Regions from separate parts of the Capra hircus genome. Here region 1 is linked to region 2. Evidence: chromatin contacts called from public Hi-C data. All regions are on one chromosome and are shown on one strand. The core of a region is the stretch at or near the end of the contact, and the rest is flanking DNA. Distances in the headings are between cores, read along the strand shown.

Evidence for each region. Hi-C and Micro-C count contacts between places; a contact is called where the count stands out from the background.
Region 1: a contact with region 2 is called in a Hi-C map of blood, with 2.5 times the contacts expected there. The contact joins the promoter of KLF3 here to the enhancer-like site in region 2. A contact is called at or near these places in 3 of 5 Hi-C or Micro-C datasets (blood and liver).

Annotation. Positions count from the first base shown.
Region 1 is chr6:58,503,739-58,507,002 of ARS1.2, forward strand. It overlaps KLF3 (Krueppel-like factor 3), which reads left to right and starts at 1,295. Exons shown (of 6, transcript XM_005681503.3): 1 at 1,295-1,758.
Region 2 is chr6:58,194,508-58,197,716 of ARS1.2, forward strand. No RefSeq gene overlaps it. Among named protein-coding and RNA genes, the nearest start is that of TRNAI-AAU, 280 kb to the right of the region's middle. Within about 2 kb of position 1,869, at least 4 of the 5 cell types and tissues checked have an H3K27ac peak or open chromatin away from gene starts, as enhancers often do.

The DNA of each region.
Region 1 (3,264 bases), core at 45-2,544, 310 kb after region 2:
GTTACACGCTGGGGTTCCGAATATACGGTATCTCTATGTTTTAAGTAGTACCATGCCTGGATGAAGCATCAAAGTGAAAATGGTGAACTTAAAGGGCCTTTAAAACATCTTGAAGCAATAACAAGCCATAGACTGCAGCAGGGGCGTTTTTAAACAGTGCACAGGACTAAAACAATTGAACCAATTTGTCTTTTGTTCTTTTTTTATTGCATTCTTTATTACATTAATACTGTTTAAAAAGAAACTCAAAAAGCATTAAACTTGGGTACCAAGCTCTGCAAAGTCCTCCCGGGGGCCTGGCTCCTGGGAAGGCCCCCGAGAACGCTCGCCCTCGGTCCTGGGGAGGCGACTTGTAAGGAAATGTCGCCACTCTTAGCCCTCGGCTCGCCCCAAGGTCTCCCTCGAAGCGGGAGGATCTGAAGTTTGCCAAGTTTTTCGACAAGCCCGGCTGAGCAAACGCCTCTGCGCCCGGTCGCCGTTTCGCTCCAGCTGCAGGCCCGGCCGTGGGAAGTTTGCTCGGGGGTATTCGGGCCCTCAAAGAAAAGTCCCCGGGAGGCGGGGGCGCCACCGGCCGGGCCGCACCTCCCCCCCGGGGCGGACGACAAGGGGGACCCGGCGCCCCGGGCACAAAGAAAGCGCGCTGGAGGATGGTGAATGACCTTGGAGACGCGGCACCGTTTTAGGGCTGCAGTCACCCCAACTGCCCTCCCTTTTCTCGCCGCTCTGTCTCTCCCGAATCTGCCCGGGTCCACCCGCTGCAACACCAGCGGTGTCTTTTTCTGGTTTTTCTTTAAGAGAGTTGTCCGCTCTGGCCACTGGGCCCAGCCCTTCCCACCGCGCCCGGGGCCGCCCTTCCCGCCGGAGCCGTCTGATTGATGGCCCCGACCGCCTCAGGGCCCCCGCCTCGGCTCGCCCGCGAGCCCGGCTGTGTGTCTTGGAAGCGGCGCAGCGGGCTGCTGCCCTGTGACGCCCGGAGCGGCCAGCGCCGCCCTTCCTTCCCCCCGGGCTCGGGCGGCGGCGCGGCGGCGGGGCCGGGCCGGGCGGGGCCGCGGGCTCCAGGGCCGAGGGCGGAGGGCGCCGGGAGGGGGCGCGGGCGGGGACTCCGGGGGGGAGGGGGAGGCGGAGGGCTGGGGCCGCGCACGCCCAGCCCCACGGCCGCGCCGCGCCTCGCGGGACAGGTTGGGCCGGCGGGGCGGCGCCCGGCTCCGGGGAATAATGAGTGTCTGTCAGGCCGTCCCCGGGTGACTGGGCGGGGCGGGGCGGAGGCGGCGCGGGAGGCGGGGGTGGCGGGGGAAGGGCGCAGGGCGGGGTGCGTGTTTGCGCGAGTGACTCGGCCGACCCCTCCGGCGGCTGCCTCCACCCAAGTGGGTGGGGACCCGCCCAGCCCGGGCGGCCGCGGCGGCTCCCTCTCCCCTCCCTGACCCTCCCACCCCGGGTCCCAGCCTCTACTTACCCCGCCAGCCCTGGGAGGCTCGCAGAGCGAGCGGCGCCGGCGTCATGTGACTGCCCCGAGTTGGTGCCAGGAGCCAGAGGGGAGCCAGGAGCGGAGCCGCGCGGAGCCCGGGCCCTAGCCGGAGCGCAGCGCGAGCGCCCGCCGAGCCGAGCCGCGCCCGCCGCACGCGCGCCTGTCCCCGTCCCTGTCCCCTGCGGCCGCCGCCCGTACTGGAGCGCTGACACCTCTGCATCCGCGGGGTTCCAGGCAGCCCGGATCCGGGCCTTTATTTCTCGCCTGCAGCGCTCAGCACCGCGCCTCGAAAAGTAAGTCCCCTCTCTCTCACCTTTCCTTCTCGCCCCGACTCCCGCTGCCCCCCTTTTCGGCTAGTCCAGTTTCCTTTTTTTTTTTTTCCCGGGTGGGGGAGCGACGTGCGGTGAATGGGCTGGGGGTGCAGCGCGGAGGTGGGGGCGCCCCCGGGCTTGGGAAAGTGCAACAGCTCCTCGCAGCCGGGGGCGGGGGTGGAAGAGGAGGCGAGGGGGAGGGGGCCCCCGGGTTCAGCGGTGGAAAGTGTAGGATTGGGGAGAACCGCCGTGCAGATCTGCGGGAGCGACGAGCAAGGCCAGCGGCGCCCGCCGCGGCCCGGGATAGGGCGCGGGCGGGGGCTCACCTGTGTGGTCCCCCGACCGCCTCCCGCCTGCCCGCTCGCGATTCCCTCCAAAGCCCCAGAAATCTTAGTGTTCTCCGCGTGTGGCAACGTTGTTTGGAGAAAGGTAGCGCCGAGGCCGCGCGTTCCTGCTCCTCCCCCTCCTCGTCCCCCACCTCCCGCACCCTCCCTCTCCCCGCCCCCCGCCTGCGCCCCCTGCCGCCCCCCTTCTCGGACCGGGCGCGCTGCCGCTCACCCGTCGCCGGAGCAAACTTGGAGCAGCCTAGCGGGCCCTCTGGGAAGAAACTTGGGGCGATCGGGAGTGGAGGGAGCATCCCATTCTCGGTCCTGGAGTCCAGGAGCTGGCCAGGGCGTCTGGATCCCTGAGGGCAGGGGAAAGAGCTGGCCGGGTTTGGAGAGTCGTCCTCGGGTGCAAGGAGAGAACCTGCCGCAGTGTCTGGAGGAAGGATTGCAGCGTGGCTGGAGGCGAAGAACGCCTTAGGCGACTGCCTGCAGTGTTAGGGCCCCGAGCCGGGTGGGGGCCGAGGGAGGGATCTCTGGACCTGGACGCTTGGGACCTACCTTTGGAGATAGCAGACAATACCTGGAATTGTCATAGCTACTTCTCTGGCAGATAAAAGCGAGAACAGTATTCCACTTTTACAGCAGTATATAAAACTAGATGAAGACCGTGTGAATGGGACTTTTTTTCCCTAAGCCAGGTTAAAGGGAAATTGGTAATTGCTCACCTTCTTGTATTTCACTAAAATAAACATTGTACACTGAATTTGTTTTTTACTAACTCAGAATGTATTTTTCGATAGGTCATCCAAGACATTTTAAACATATTGATTATATTCTCAGAAGAGTCTGGTGTATAGAGAAAAGTGTGAAGTGGTATTCTGACTTCATTTAGATTTGGTGTCTAATTATTAAACAAAATCAAGTAGGGTATAAGGCAGTTGTTCATTATAGGTTATTTCACAGAACAGTTTTGTGCTGTCCTTTTCTGAGTGCTTTATATGTATGAATTTGAGGAGCATTTTTAAAAGAGAAATTCATCCGGATGATAATCTGCATAACCCAAGAGAAGACTTGCTTTTAGGGGAAAAATAATTTTATGGCACTAACATCTTGAAAATTTTGTGAGTTAGTAGTATTTTTTAAAGAGTGGATGTGTTTCTTC
Region 2 (3,209 bases), core at 619-3,118:
GGGAGAGGAGGTGGCAACAAGATTTCCCAAGTGTACTAGGCTTTAGGACTGCGACTTTTCCAGTCATGAAAGTGAAATATGCCCTCCCTAAGTTTATTAAAAATGAAATTTTAATTAAAAAAAAATACTGTCTATTGAAAAGGGCCTCTAAGTCCCTTTGCTAATGATACATACTCTACATAATTTGTAAAAAGTTAATTTAAAAGTTCATGCTACCCTAGTTTAAAAATGAACACAGTTTGTTTTGGCATAAACAAGAGCCCGTGGAACCTGTTGGTAATAATTTCCAAACCGGGCATTAAATACCAGTGTAGTATTTGGAAGATCTTGACCTCTTAGTCTGGGTTTTGTAGGGAACCAATTGAGTGGCCTTGGACAAATCACTTTTCCCCCCCCTTCTCCTCACTTCCTCGTCTGTAACAGCAGCAAATTTCATCCCTTCACCATGCTCCCGGTGTTGTTATGAAGCACAAGTGTGAAAATACTTTGAAAATATCATTATTAGCATCCTGACAGTACAGTTGCCAAATGTACACCTACAGCTGGAGGCCAAGGCACAGCTGGAGGCTGCGGCACAGCTGAAGGCCGCCACAAAGTACACTAAGCTTGCAACAAGACAGGGGACAGTCTTTAGAATATGTGTCTCTATGGCACTATCCTTTTATTAAAAACCAGAGACATTACTTTGCCAACAAACGTCCTGTAGTCAAGGCTGTGGTTTTTCCAGTAGTGATATATGGATGTGAGAGTTGGACTGTGAAGAAGGCTGAGCGCTGAATAACTGATGCTTTCGAACTGCGGTGTTGGAGAAGACTCCTGAGAGTCCCTTGGACTGCAAGGAGATCCCACCAGGCCATCCTAAAGGAAATCGGTCCTGAATATGCATTGGAAGGACTGATGCTGAAGCTGATACTACAATATTTTGGCCACCTGATGCGAAGAGACCCTGATTCTGGGAAAGATTGAAGGCGGGAGGAGAAGGGGATGACAGAGGATGAGACGGTTGGATGGCATCACCGCCTTGATGGACATGAGTTTGAGTAAACTCTAGGAGTTGGTGATGGACAGGGAGGCCTGGCGTGCTGCAGTCCATGGGGTGCCAAAGAGTCGGACACGACTGAGCGATTGAACTGATGGCACTATCCTTAAACTTGAGTCACTTAGATGGACATGAATCTCCTTACTTTCCAAATCTCACCTTCCCCAAGCAATTTGCTCAAGAGTGGTTTAATTTTAAAAGTCTGGGGAAAGAAGGCAGAAATCAGTCTCTTCATTTGGGCCAGAAAAGGAACCCTGATTCTGCAAACAGATGAGTTTTAGGAATGCTTGACATATACAGTGCTTAGTCCCTCAGTCATGTCCGACTCTTTGCGACCCCATGGACTCTAGCCCAGCCGGCTGCCCTGTCCAGGGGGATTCTCCAGGCAAAAATACTAGAGTGGGTTGCCATGCCCTCCTCCTTGGTTCTGATTTATAATCCTTAGGCTTCAAATCCTCTCTCTCTATGCTAAAAACACACAAAATTAAGCAAGAGGCAAGAAAGGTGTTAAGATTTTTGAAGGGAAGTTTCAAGAATGAGAGGAAAAACAAGAAAATAAATAGCACAATGTGTCCTGACATGTTATTTTGTTTCCCTTTAAGTTGTTGTTGTTTTCTTCCTCCTAGGAAAATATCCAAGATTTTGTCTCTTCTTAACAAAAATTTGGAAGGAAAGTTGGACCTGAACCCTAGCACTGTAAAACTTCTTTGTGCGCCGGCATTGCAGTGCTTTTCTTACTTTTCCTGCAGAAGCCAACCTACAATGTGGCGAGTTTGTGAGGCCAGGAAGGGAGGAGTAATCCGAGAGGAGGCAGGGCGGCTCCGGGCGCGGGCGAGGGCGGGGCCCCAGCTCAGGGCGCTGGGCCCCTCCCAGGGCCGCAGGGGAAAAGGAGGAGAGACCTACACTTAAAAAGGCAGGAACCTACCAACTACAGAGATCCAAAAAAACGCCCCGGAGAATTCCCATTTGTGAGGTCAAATCAAGGTCAAAAGAGTTGCCTAATCATCTCTGAAAACCCTCTAATTTAGGGGGCTGTGCAACACCCCAAATCATGAACTAAGTCTAACTTGATCTTTAAAACATAGCCTATGACTTTTTTTTTCTTTTGCTTGAGCCAATTTTTTCTGATGGCATTTTTGTTACTTCCTGTTTGTGACTGAGCTTCCTTGTCCTACTTCCTTTTGGGGGTTTAAATTGCCTCCCCTATCATTTCCACTGAAATGTATGAAAAAGGCAGGTGTGTGTGTGTGTTGCATTGGAAAGGAAAAAATAATGGCTCATATTAAATTTTTATGTTATAAAACACGTTTCTCACACGTTCACACTTTCGTTTACTTTTCACAACAACACTAAGAGATGAGCCATATGCCCAAATAATGGATGAGGAAACTGAGAGTGAGAACGGTTAAAGTCCAAGGTCACTCATTTTAAAAAAAGAAGCATAACCTGAATCTGAGTCCCCTATTCTCAATCCAAGTCCAAAGCTCTTTTCATTTATTTAACTCTTAGAGGGAAGCCTACATTTAATTTATTTGGCAAAATTCTATTCAGGGAACATTTGTTTATTCAGTCTCTATTACAGAGTTTACTCTTGAAATGTAAAGACTTAGCTTGGGCCCTTCACCGAAGCCATGGAAGAATTCTTAAGATCTACTGTTTCATTTTTTGGCAATCCCTCTGCAGCCTTACAACATGGCTCTTCCAGGGCCAGGCTGGGGCGTTCCTCGGTCTCCTGGAGCCAGGGTTGCGTTGCCCCCATCAGGCAGTAGGGGGAGCACGTGTGCAAGAGGAGGGAAGCCGCGGAGGCTCAGGCAGGAAATGTCTGAGACCATGTCCTTAACAGGGCTGAGTTGGAAAAGTGGTGTGGTGGGTTTTGTGTTTTTTTTCCTTCTGCTGAGCGAATGCTTAGAACTCCAGGCTTCTCTGCAAAGATTTGTGCTTACTGAATTGTAGGGAAGGGAAAACCAGCCTCAGGGAGTTGCAAAATGAAGTCACCTCTATGCCCACTGGGTGAAAGGAGCTCCAAGCTTCCCCATTGCCACCAAGGAGGAGCCCAGCTCCGGGCCTCAGCAGGTCCCTGAAGGCCTGAAAACTTTGCTTCTAAGTGGAGGGAGAAGACACAGAGGCCCAGACAGTGAGCTGCTCTGGGTCCCAAACCTGCCTGAGAGAA